2 separate regions of the Rattus norvegicus genome follow, and region 2 is linked to region 1. The links are chromatin contacts, called in public Hi-C maps. All regions are on one chromosome and are shown on one strand. The core of a region is the stretch at or near the end of the contact, and the rest is flanking DNA. Distances in the headings are between cores, read along the strand shown.

Region 1 (6,551 bases), core at 3,300-5,799:
CTAGTTAGTCTGCTTGGATAAGACCTTTACTAACAGTCTGTATGTTTCATACACAGATAAAATGTGACTAATTAAATCCCCTTTGAAGACATTCATTAGAGAAGGACACTTTGGGGTCAATATTCGGTACCTCCGGACTTCTCTGAATGGCTATGACTCTTGGGAAAGCACAAGCATTTCCTTCTGGATGTGAATACTCTTTAAAAATAGATAATACCTTTTGTTCGTCGAATTTTGTGCAGAATCTGTATTGATTTCATAATGCCTCTAGTTATTCTAATTGTGTTTAAAAACTACTGATTAATATTTCTTATAAATATTAAATTGCCAGGAAATATTAGCAGAAAGGATTGGTTTATAATCTTTTAAAAATAAAATGAAAAGCTTAAGAAAAAAAAAAGGTTTTGGTCATTGAGCTCTTTCCAGAAGCTGATGAAAGAGATTACCTTACAAAGCAGTTTATTTTCTTAAATGTTTCTGTGCATAAAGCCTTCAGCTAGTCAGATTCTCTAATAAAATGCCTGTATTTAGTATTTGTATTTAGTCAGTAATGATTCAACAAAAACTTTTCTGCAGCCATAGATTACAGTATAGAACACACATTAGATATTTATTTATCGATGTTTATGCACACATATGCACACATACAAAGATCAGTTCTATTATGTTATTGTGAACATCAGATATTTATAATAATATAAAACATTTGAGGTGATGTTAGGACGTTGGATCAAATCTGTGAAACTGGTAGTCTGCTCATAACATGGAAAATGAATGAGAGAAATGGATGTAGGAACACATTTCTTGTTTACATTTGTAAGGTGATAGATCTGTCACTTAAAACCAGTTAATTCGAGTCACTAAGTTTCACTCTCCTCATCCACATGCCAAAGTAAAGTAGCATCAACTTCATTACAGCATGCCTAGGAAGACAAGCTTAAAGGAAAGCTTTGGAAAAACTGAGACATTAGCAAGCATATAATTAATAATTAATATGTGCACATCTGTAACTGTCAATTTTAGTCCATCAATAGAAGCATATTAATGTAGCTGGAGTGAAAGAATGCTTCAACAAACCAGAGAAAGAGGTAAGTATCCCAGAATATGAGCTGATATCATGGACTAGCTGGCTTAAAAACTAAACATCTGTCTTGCTCTGGATGTGAAGAAGTCCAAGCTCATCCAAGCACCATTTATTTTCTGGAAGTGACACAACTCTTCACTGAACCCTCGTTATGTCAATAAGGAAGAGCCCAAGCCTCTCTTCTCTTCTTGTATTGATATTAATACGATTATTCTAGCATAGCACTCATGATTTCCTGTGAACATTATCACTTTAATAATTCTACAATAAATAACAATGTATGGTATGGATCCAGAGTTTGGGATCCAAGGACTGCACCAATGTCTAGGAACCATGCATTGTTTATCATATCTGTTTTGCTCAGAAAAGATATTAAGTGTGCTCATATGTGTTCATTCATTCATGTGTGTATGTGTGTTACTCATGGGCTTTATTCAAATTGTACAATTAAATAAATTATACATACTTATTTAGAAATAAATGCATGTACTATTAAAATGTAGTATAAAATCAAAATATATGCTTCATGGTTCTTGCTGAATAACTATGTGTCAGCTAGTATATCACAAATGCTAAATGTATGCTTTCTAGATGAAGTGCTATGCGGACAGAAGGAGAGGGGGAAATGAAGGGGAGTATAGGTAGTTCAGTTAGTAGTCTTTAAAGGAAGGGAGAATGGGGTGGAAAGTAGGAGTTGGTGGTATTCCATTAGGAAGAGCAGACTTTGGGTGAGAAACATCTGTTCTTAGGCCTGGATCTTTTTAACTGTATAACCCAGTTTTAGTCTTTGTACCTATCGTTTATAGAAGTAGGTAATAACCACCCTGTTTTGAACATCAAATCCAGTAATGCATGAAAGATGCCTAATTTCCCACTACTTGGAATATAATCAGTTCTGCCTGAATGTCGGCAACTATTCTTTTATGTACCCTGGCCTGATTTTACCTTTAATATAGAATTTCAGTGTTTTTCAAGTTACAGTGGAACAGATGATTCGAAGGTGGAGAATGACATAGTTCCAAGTCCTAGCACATCTCCCTCCTGCGCTGCTGCTTTGCAGAGTTAACCACTGAGCAGATACCTTTTTTTAACCTTGCTGTTTGAATGAGCTCATCTTTTAAGAAAGTTTCCTCCTTGCATTACTCCACCATACTGCCAGTTTCCAACCCAGGAACACCACAGACTGCAGTGCAATCCCATCTGATTGTGATTGTACCGTGTACATCACAGTAATTAGTAAGGAAAAATGTCGGCCACTGCAGTATATCATTAAATAATATATGATTTTGATAATTGCAATATATTTGTACCTGTTGTGAGTTTTAAAAGGGGTTGAAAATTAATAATAACTCATTAAGGAAGGCAAAATGTTTATACTGAGGACTCACATGAGGAAGTTCTCTTTGACACATAAAGAGGATGTTACTTGTACCAGTGACATTTTGGAAGGAAAATAAATCACACTATGACTAATAACTGTAGAAGATGTATTAGTGACTGTAAGAGTTCTCACATGGAGAAAGGGTGAGTTCTGGTTACCAATTCTAATACTTTCAAGGAAAGAATAGAGAGCAATTATTGCCAAATTACATCCAAGAATACCTCAACAAAACACACTCCTCTGACAATTCCTCTCTTGCTCTTCCGTATCATAGCAAATGAACTCATGGCTTAAAAATAACAATGATTTCACTGTATGCTTATAGAAAATAAGCATAGAGAGATTCCGTGTGTTAGGTACACAGAACTCAGTGGCATCTAATTTTTTTCTGTGTTATGTGGGTGTAAAATCTGCTGTGAGAACATAGCAACTTTTTAAAAATTATTATGCATAAGGTACACGTGTCTTGGCAAAGAGTAGTGTAGATTTCACATGGACTTAGGGAGCTTTAATAATTATAAAAAAAAAAACCATTACGTTAACTTTTCCTTTACACAAAGTTTAAATACAAAATTAGCATTTGACTTTCAGAGATTTTCTAATTAAGGCTTATATAGAGTACCTTCCTTCCACATTTCACTATTTGTGGAGCCCCAAAAAGTTTAGCTCTCTTACTATGGAACCTTTAATAACATTAAGAATGAAAGAGACAACAAAATCTGTCAAGACTATACAGTGGAAGGCTTATGTGGTGTTAATTTCTTTTGTTTCCTTACATCACTATCCTATTATTTCCTTATTTAAAACATTACATATGTTTCTTGCTTGGTTTACTGTATGAAGAAGACACTTAGATTTTATTGCATGATGGCACCTTGGTTTTGTCAGATAATATGGATCTTTACATGCCCAAACACTCCAATCATCTCACATGTGGCATTGTGTGCTTCTCTTCTGATCTTTGCCCTCCTTACAAGGCACCAACTCATACTACAATCTTCTCAAACTTTCCCTGGCCTCTGCAACATATATATATATATATATATATATATATATATATATATATATATATATATATATACATATATATATATATACATACATATATATATATGTGTGTGTGTGTATGTATGTTTGTATGTATGTCTATGTCTATGTCTATGTATGTATATGTATATGATACAATGGGTCATTCAGAGCCCCTTTCCTGTTAGCTTATACTTTAAAAGCAAATGTGCACATGAAATGTGTTGCCATGGGGGTTATGATCTGACTGTGTTAGTTCCAAAGGAAAGGATTGGCTTCTGAAAGAAGTAGTGCACAAGCAGATGAAGCATGACTAACTGGTTCAGTCCAGAGGACTCCTTAACTGTAAATATTGTGCTGTTTTAAGTAAATACACAGGCTGCCTGTAAAAGCCCCTGCCCTCAAGTATGAAGTTGTTGCTAGAGTGTTTACAAGTAGCAACACTACACATGTTCACACACACACAAGTGCACACACAATTGCACACACAGACACACAGACACACAGACACACACACACACACACACACACACACACACACACACACCACGAGAGTAAAGAGAGGGGGGAGTGGTAAAAAGACTTTATATAAAATCTACCTTACATGATGTATGTCCTTCCTACCCTATTAATAGTGTCTTGGGGATCTCTCTATAGATACAGGCCCACTGTGAAACACAGAGTGGCCCTTGGATACTGTAGAGTTGCTAGTCCTTCACTTTAAAATGCTATCCTTATAAAAATGTTAGCCCTGACACTGAAGCTTCTGCAGCATTACGTCACCTGGCACATTACAAAAGGGAAGAGCCCAACTAAAAGTGGAAAGCAGAGCAGATGTGAAGCATGCGCTGAACTCCCATGTAGGGCAGCAACTTAGCTTTTCTCATTCTTCGTCCCCAGGGAAGCAGTCTTCTTTTAATCCAGTTCAGACTGTTCTAAGGCAGCAACTATTTCTGAAAGTGTTGAACATGCAGAGCCAAACTTTCTAAGTATGGTGAACAGGAGGCAGGAAAAACATGATGTATTCTTAAAACCGAGGAAAAAGGAGGAGGCCATACTAGGCGATTGCAGAGAGCCTCCCCAGGCCTGTGCTTCATGGTGCTCCCCACACACCTGGGGGAGTAGTGTGATGGGAGGCTGTGCTTGCCACTGACATCATCGCTTTCTCTACTGTTCTTTACTTTCCTTATGACTTTCATACTCCTTTAATATGCTTTTCAAACTTGTTTTCTGACTTCTTCCCTCCTATTCAGTTAAGAATCAGAGCTGTGGCTACCCTTTAACCTCATGAAAGACCTTCTCTGTGGTCACGCAAGCATATCCTAGCTGATCATCTCTTGATCAAATTTCTGGTTCTCTGGTTGTTCTTTACTTCTATTGATCCCCACTAAAAATCAGGTTTACTTTAATGTAATCTGATAGCCTTTAAGTGAAAGAAACTCTTGGAAACAGAACTCACTTACAGGAGATGTGACAATTAATATGAGGTTTTATTTTTTTTTATTTCTTTTGGATTTTTTTTTGGGGGGGTTGGGTTTTTTTTTTTTGCTCCCAAGGACAAACAGCTGAGGGGTAAAAGGCTTGCACATATGAACTGAAGATTTTCAGAAATTCCTTTCTTGCCACTATAATTCTGATGGTCGAATTCCTCCTCCAATAGAAAAATTTCCACATGTCCTCAGTGATATTTAATGGTGAGGATTAACGAAGCTGATGCATATTAGTTAGGAACCAAGCAATACCAGACTTGACATTATTTAATCAATGAAGAGAAAAGCAAGGGTAAAGCTGCACCAAGTGCATCTTGCCTAAAGACTAGGCTGAATGCACAGGTCAAGGTGGTATGAGCAAGCAGCCTAAACAAGGTTCCAAGGTTGCCACTCTCGCAAGGGGCAGAACAATGACTTGACCTGGCAGAGACAGGAGAATCAAGAATTCTTTTTTGACTAGAAGCATAAAGTAAGAGTGTAAGAACATAAGAAGAAAGACCAGAAATTCAAACTAAATAGCTCAAAGAACAACAGGGCTGAGATTAAAAGGAACGTAAAACAAAGGTCAAAAGCCAGAACATAGCAACTTCATAGAAAATATAGCAGGAAAAAAAAAGTGTCAATCGTCTCCCTCACAGGAAAGCTTTTATGTTCTTTGCAGCAAAGAATTGAAGGCAAGATTTAAGTGTAGAGATAACACACAGCTTGCAGGGAGCTAATGCTTCACTAGGAAACTGGGAATTCCACCTGGCTGTGATGGGAACCATCAGAAATGAAGATAGGTTGGCAATCTGCTGAGAAAGCATCCGTAATTGGGATATGGGATCATGGTAAAAAGGTAACATTTCTGTGTGGAGCTGTGTAACTGTCTTAGTGCACTTGACCTTGCTTTTTAAGAATTATGAGCTGAGGAGAAATCTTGTGAAGGTGGTAAGCTGTGGTTAAGTGAACAGAATTGCTCGTGGGCACTCAGATGTTATTTCTGGTTCCAGAATCAAATAAACAGGTTAATGATGTGGGATTGAAACTAAGTTTGCCAAATGTAACCCTCTGTACTTAAAGCACAGTGACTAACAGAGGGGTGTCCCTCCATTTTGTTCTTATCTCCGGACACTGTGATTGCTTCTTTAAATATCCACCATTAATTTTCTGCATATAGAAATGGTCAATAAATGATCAACATTCATTTGTGCTAGTTCATAAGGAACATTTTTTAGCAAGCAGAACAAAGAGTTTATGAGTAGTAACATGTTTCCAGAACAATCATACTCCATGGCACTTAAAATTAAATTATAAATTTTGTAATCTGTCTACATTCTAGATTGGATACCAACAGTTATTGCTAGGATGTGTTTTTATTTTAAAGCCATATGGTAGGTGTAGTGGGATCTTAAGATTTACATATTTTCTAGGATATCCATTTGAAATAAAGAAGATATTTGGCTACATTAACTTGCCTTCATCATAAGTATTACCCAGAATAACACCATCTTCTTGATGGTCTCACTAATTGAGCAGGGAGTATGGGCTGCTCCCTGAATGCAATCACCACAGTATCATTTCTGATAAA
Region 2 (6,364 bases), core at 810-3,309, 580 kb before region 1:
AACGTTCAAAGCACCTTAAGCCAGAGTATACCCACAGTGCTCTGGGTTGGTATTGTTACCAACGTGATAATTATTTTGGTTCCTCTTCATTTTAAGCACCAACCAAGTGATATGCTTTTGTTTAGCAGAGGACAGCATTTTGTTGCCAATAGCTGTGTTCTGATCAGACATGATGGTAAACCTAAGAAAGCCTTTATCCTACCCATCCTGTCCTTGAGAAGTCGGTTCCCTGTCTACCTTTCTCAGGGATACAGGCTAAGTTCCTCTCTCCGGAGAACCAAGTCTGAAGTGCATCTGGGGGTTGGGGGAAGGTGCAAACCATTTGCATTGGGGTATCAAGGTGGTGTTGAAGCACCCTTTCATCATATACCTGTGGGCGTCGTCTCCGGAGTATGGAGGCTGCATCCTAGCAACTCTTCCACAGGTTCTCTTCAAGATAGCCGGCACCACACTGAACCCCTTCTTTCCCTTAAGCCCTGCCAAACTGGTCAGCTCCCGGACTGCAAACTACATCCTATATCAGAAGCACATCCTTAAGACAAGTGCATCCTTCTCTCTTTCTCTCTCTCTCTCTCTCCATCCTCTGACTGTACTGCTCTGGTCCCTACCTTTCAGACCCCCACTTTTCACCCCTTACCGCCAGCTTCCCTCCAAGGAAACCTGGAGCGGAGCAGCGGGGACACCTGCAGAAGTGCGCACCTGGCCTGGCGCTGTCCAGCACCCGGTAGTCGGAGGGTGCTCTCCATGCTGAGCCTGTGGTCAGGGCAAGGCCTGGCCACCCGGGATCGGGTCTCCGTCGCCTCGGCAGCCTGCCGCCCCCCGCCGGTCCTGCCCGCCGCGGCCGCGCCGCCGCAGCCATCAAGTGGCTCGTTAAGGAAATGCAGGTGAGCGCGGGCGGCGCGCGGGGCCGGGTGCGAGCGCCTGTGCGCGAGCGCGAGCAAGCCAGCCAGCGGAGTGCGAGCCCCAGCATCCCGGGCGCTCCCTCCCGCCGCAGCCGCCTGGTCCGCCCCGCCCCGCCCCGCCCGCGCGCACCGCCGCACCTGCGGGCACTCGCCCCGGCGTCTGCGGGACCCGCGGGCTCTGAGTGCGCCGCCACCCTCCCGCACCGCCCTCGCACACGCAGATACCACTTTTAAAGAAGCCGAAGCGCTGCAGCCCACCGATGCCGAGTGAGCGCTGCCAGCTGTAGCCCTTGCTCTCCCTGTCTGCAGTTGAGCCCGGACCCTGGAATAGAAAGACAGTTCTTGGTTGCACTGGAAGAAAGGGAAGGAAGACTCCTCTGTTCCCGAGGAAAGCAGAGCGGCTGCCCTAGTAAGTAAAACTGCTCTCTGGTCTTGCTCTCTAAAGTGAGGCGGCTACCGAATGCTTCCTCCTGTCTCTTGTTGCCAGGGAAGAACTTGCCTTATATAACTTGAGTAATTCCTACCTGAGAAGTGCTTCGCTAAACATTTTTGTGTGGGTTTCTTTGTGGAAGCTCACTTAGGAGTGTCTGCATGTGCAGTATTCCCAGGAGTCTGATTGTAAAAGGCTCATTGTTCGAGGGCTGCTGGAAGACCTGGCTTGTGAACATGTTGGTTGGCTCTAAGACTGAATGACTATTACCTAGGAAAAGCTCGAGGATTCCCAGCCCATTGCCCCCTCCTTCCTGTCACCTTCAACCCTGGTCCACCCCCAAGTTCCATCCTTTGCTGACTTCTGTGGGTTGCTTGTTGTATCTTTAGTTGGATGGAGCATGAGCAAAATTAACTGGGTCAAGGGAAAGTTAAGAAAGATGGTTTGCAAGACTAGAAGACAATCTTACTCGGATGACTTCATGTCTGTGAACAGTTTATGCGTGGAGGAAGTCCTGGCACAAGCCTAGTTGGAGAATCTGATGAAGTTAATTTGGAGTGGAACTGTGAAAAATGCAGTGTGAGAGCGGGCTGAGGCTGTGACTCTGACACAGCCGGTTATGAACTGTGACAGACTCATCAGCTCCTGACAGGTTTAAGGGATCTCTTAAGGCTGAATATCGCTGCATCAAAAACTTTTGCAGGTAGCATTTCTCTCGGATTGTCATCCCCTGTCAGAGGCTGCAGCTTTTCTATGCATGCAAGTAGGACACCCGTCCTCTCTCCACGAAAGGGTTGAAGTTACCTTATAAGAATGAGAGACATGTGTAGCCTAACATTCGCCAATATTTTGTAATATCTAAATAAAACCTTTATGTTATGTCAGGAAAAATATAGTTGAGTCAGTTTGTTTTGCACAATCAATAACGTTTCAGCATTTCTCCCTCTTTATCACTGCCAAATGGGTTCTGAATCTAATTCTTCTTGCATTGTTACATATACAGTAGGTACAGTAGGAACTGCAGATTAGAAACAACTGACCGATTTAAACGCAAAGTTCTTGGGCACAATGGCACTTACACAGACTAGAGTAAAATAGTGTTAATGAAAGAAAGTCAATGTGATTTATCTCTAACTTTCATTTTTTCCTCTTAACATAAAACATACTTTTTTCAATAAAAACCTTGCAAATTTATAAAACTAGACTGAGAATTACAACGAACTAGCAGGCAAATTTTCTTTATAAGAACCGCTTATCAATTGATGCTTATGGAATGTCTCATAATTAATTGATACTTTTGTGGTCAAAATCTTGTCACCTCTCTACTAAAGTAGTTAAATAAAAATTTCATTGGATAATTGATTTTAAAAATATGAAAAAGACAAAATGGTTAAAAATGGAAAAGCATTTAGAGCTGTGCCATCTTGTTTGGGTGGTTCTGATTGTCTTGGGACATAAGTTTTAGAGTGATCAGACAGGACAATGAACCCGACGATGATTCCGGTGACAGAAAGTTGTAATAGAAAAGAATCACTTCAGAAAGATGTGTCATTTTCTCCTGTACATCACTTTATTTCTCACCTATTTCTCTCCATTTCAGTGATTGGATTTAAATGAATTTAAATAATTTAAACTGAGGTCACTGGTTGATCAAATTTGGATTGTGTATATGTTCTCTATAATTTGTGACCTCACATCTCTGAGATGATGTATAACATTTGAAAAAAAAACATACAAAACTGAAGGGATAATTATCCCTAAGCAGCAGTACTTAAGAATGAACCGAGCATTCAATTGTATATGTTTTACTACATATCTATTCCCACTGAATGCATGGCAGAACTGTTCATTCTGCCTCATTTCTGAAAGCAGGGAGGTATCAATTACTTTACTAATAAACTGACACACATTCTGCCTCTGTTATAATTGTGTCACACTGTTAACAAGAGTAGCCTGACTTAAAGCTGTTTCTAGTCATGCCTACAGAGATACCTGGCAACTGTTTCTATAACCACAGAGAGGTGAACCCTAGCCAGAGTGGTAAAATTGTTAGCTTTTTGACACCATTTTTTTTGTGTCATATAGGAGTTGCAACTTTAAAGTTAAAAGAATGAAGTTGCTAGTGTCAGCAGTAATGTGTTTTATTATGCAATTGTTCTTGTTATTCAGATCAGATAATGGCCTGATGAAATACATAAGCAGTCTGCAGGGAATGAATGATTAATTCCTCTAACGTATGCTTACCAAAGGAGTTTTTACTAATAAAGTGCTGTGTACCTGCATTTGCTTACAGTTGCAGTTGGTGAAAGCGAATATACCTTCCTTTCCCTTAATATAAATATAGAATTTATAAGTCTATTTCTGTAACAACCGCAACATAAATTTGATTTTGTCGACCATGTGGTCATATAATTTATGAAGTTCTGGATAGGAGGATCTTTTTTAAAAGACATAATTTAGAAAGCAAAGCAATTTTAATTAGGTCTAGGATTGCAATGTTAAACTACTGATAAAATTATTCTGCTTTTCATATGTGCAATTTGGTATTTCTTTCATGTATTGCATGTAGGGTACATGAATCCAGGCATATGGGAATGTAGAGAATGCCAGTACCAATGATGTTAAAGTGTAGTGGGAACCAAAATACTGTTCTCACAGATGTCTAGATACATGTTTAACGCTTTAGGAATGAGTAATAGCAAACCCCACAATTGTGGTTGCAATTGGTGCAAATTGCTTTCTGGTTATAGACATAGCTTTAATGTAACTTTTAAAAACTCTACTTTTCTAAAGCTTTATTATTCAAGATGATAGTGAATTGAAAGTTTGTATGTATTGAAAACAGGTGACCTGCAATGCAAATTATACATTTAAGTAATATACATGTGTCTTTTTTTTTAGAAATATTGGAAAACTATTATTTGTTAAGTAACATAATAAAAGTCATTACTTATCTATATGTGTAGCCACACATTTATCAACTATATGTCTGTATATCAATATCTGTATATACATCATATAACTTTGTTGAATATACTGTTGTTTGAGGCAAATACCTTAACTTGATAGTATCCTTCGAATATGCACCTCTACTTACCTTAATAAAGTTTAGCCACACGAATAATATAATAAGTATACTTGCTATTTTAAAGAGTGAGAAGGAAAATTAAATGAGTAGAATTTTTATTGAGTTGAATGCCAATTCAATTTATCTGTTAATATGTTTAAGTGTGATTTTTTTTCCTACCACTTTTGGTTCACTTGGATTTCGTAAGATTTCTCAAAAGCACTGTACATTAATAAGGAATAAGTAAAAAAAATCATTCATACCATCAGTAGTATAAAATTTAACTATAGTCACAGCAAGCTTTGAAATGTATTCAAGGTGTATTGAATGAAGACAAATAGCTGTAGTACAAAAAATGCATAGTATCATTAGGGGAATGCATATTGTTGGTGAAAACATGGCTTCTGGGACTCCCTGTGTTACCTAAGAAAGGTAGCTTGGTTTAAGTAACTAAGAAATTCCTGCCTAGTAAAGACAGTGCTGACAGCCGTATACCATTCCAATTAGAAAACACTATGAAACAATCTAGCATAATTACTGATGTAATTGAGTCTAACATTTGGCAAACTGTCAGACTATACTGTGACAGTCTAAGAATCCACAAAGGTGCCAGAGGCAAACATCTTGTTTGCAAAAGTGCCAAGTTAATTGTCCTGAAGCCATGTAGGACAGGCATTGGTCAGCTGCTTCTTTGGTTGGATGATCCTTGCTGTGACTCCAGAGAACCAGGATGGAGCTTGTAGGTGGAGGAGACATTTGTCTTGTGTTCCTTTGAAGCACCCTTTACTCTTGACATTGAGAAAATACCCCATCATTTATCATCTTTGAATTATCATCTTTGTAATCAGATAACAGAAGAGTTTAAGAAAACACAGAAAAAAAAGAAGCCCTTAATGGCTTTGGACTTTCAACTTCTAATACTAATCTCTTTATTTCTATATATTTATTATTTTTACAATATTACATGTATATAATATAACTTAGGCGAATTTATTTTTCCCTAAATGTATGTTGCAGAGTGTGAAAGCTGCAATGAGAACAAACCCTCCTTCAGTCTTTACGTGTTAGAGAAGTAACTGATGACTTCACATATGAAGAGATGTAAACATAGAATATTTCCCGTCTACGCAGCAGGTTTTCTGTACTACTTTAGTTGTACTAAGTTGTCAAGGACATGCTTGGACAGCACACTATGCACCTGGTAGTCAATTAACAGCCAACAAACCACTGTTTTCAAAAGATACCATCGATCCCCCACAAAATTTTCAGAGGACAGTAGTATGCCATGAGATTAGGCACAGAGTTCACTCTAAATGTCTTATATATCTCACCACTGAACTTAGTGAAATTAACAGTGTATATACACTAATCGAAAGTCAAACACAATTGAAACTCACTGGTAACATATTACCTATATTTGATTAATTCATAAGCAAAAAATAAAATATACAAATGCCTTGATTTTATAAATTCTTATGTTTCCTTAATATCTTAATAAGTATTCTCAAACCAAAGGGATGTTGATGTAAAATGGACATTACCTCTGTACTCTAACACACATTAGATGCCAGGAAAGGAATGGAACATATTTATAATTGAATATATATTTCATTTGAGTTTAAAGATGGCTTAAATAAGTCTACATAATTTTATCTGGGAGAACTTGCATTGTTGTTTATGTGTAAAGAAGCAATGAGGCTGTTTTAATCAAGTACGACATTTGTGAATATTTGATCTAATTCTCTTTTAACCTCACAGGTACTTAAGTAGTGACTTATAGGTATACTAATACACATTGTATTAAAAATTGTGACTAACAGCTTTTATGAAAGCAATACAAACTTACATTTGACCAGCTTTATTAGTAATTAAAAAGGTGATTTGTTTACCAGACACATGAACAGAGAACAAAGTAAGCAATGTGTTGAATGCCTGCCTGTGTTCTCTTTGATTTCTAAATGCCTT

Evidence for each region. A called contact is a pair of places that touch in the nucleus more often than the background predicts.
Region 2: a contact with region 1 is called in a Hi-C map of prefrontal cortex, with 6 times the contacts expected there. The contact joins the promoter of Ptprdl here to the enhancer-like site in region 1. A contact is called at or near these places in 2 of 12 Hi-C or Micro-C datasets (frontal cortex and prefrontal cortex).

What each region holds. Positions count from the first base shown.
Region 1 is chr5:96,828,384-96,834,934 of GRCr8, reverse strand. The region is part of intron 2 of Ptprd (protein tyrosine phosphatase, receptor type, D); the gene reads left to right. Among named protein-coding and RNA genes, the nearest start is that of Ptprdl, 580 kb to the left of the region's middle. Within about 2 kb of position 4,549, at least 10 of the 93 cell types and tissues checked have an H3K27ac peak or open chromatin away from gene starts, as enhancers often do. A contact at or near this core is called in prefrontal cortex, where this site is marked.
Region 2 is chr5:97,410,311-97,416,674 of GRCr8, reverse strand. It overlaps Ptprdl (protein tyrosine phosphatase, receptor type, D like), which reads right to left and starts at 2,059. Exons shown (of 3, transcript XM_039111479.1): 1 at 1,958-2,059; 2 at 700-1,355. The coding sequence starts at 2,059. Ptprd (protein tyrosine phosphatase, receptor type, D) reads left to right here and starts at 1,177. Exons shown (of 37, transcript XM_063288574.1): 1 at 1,177-1,311.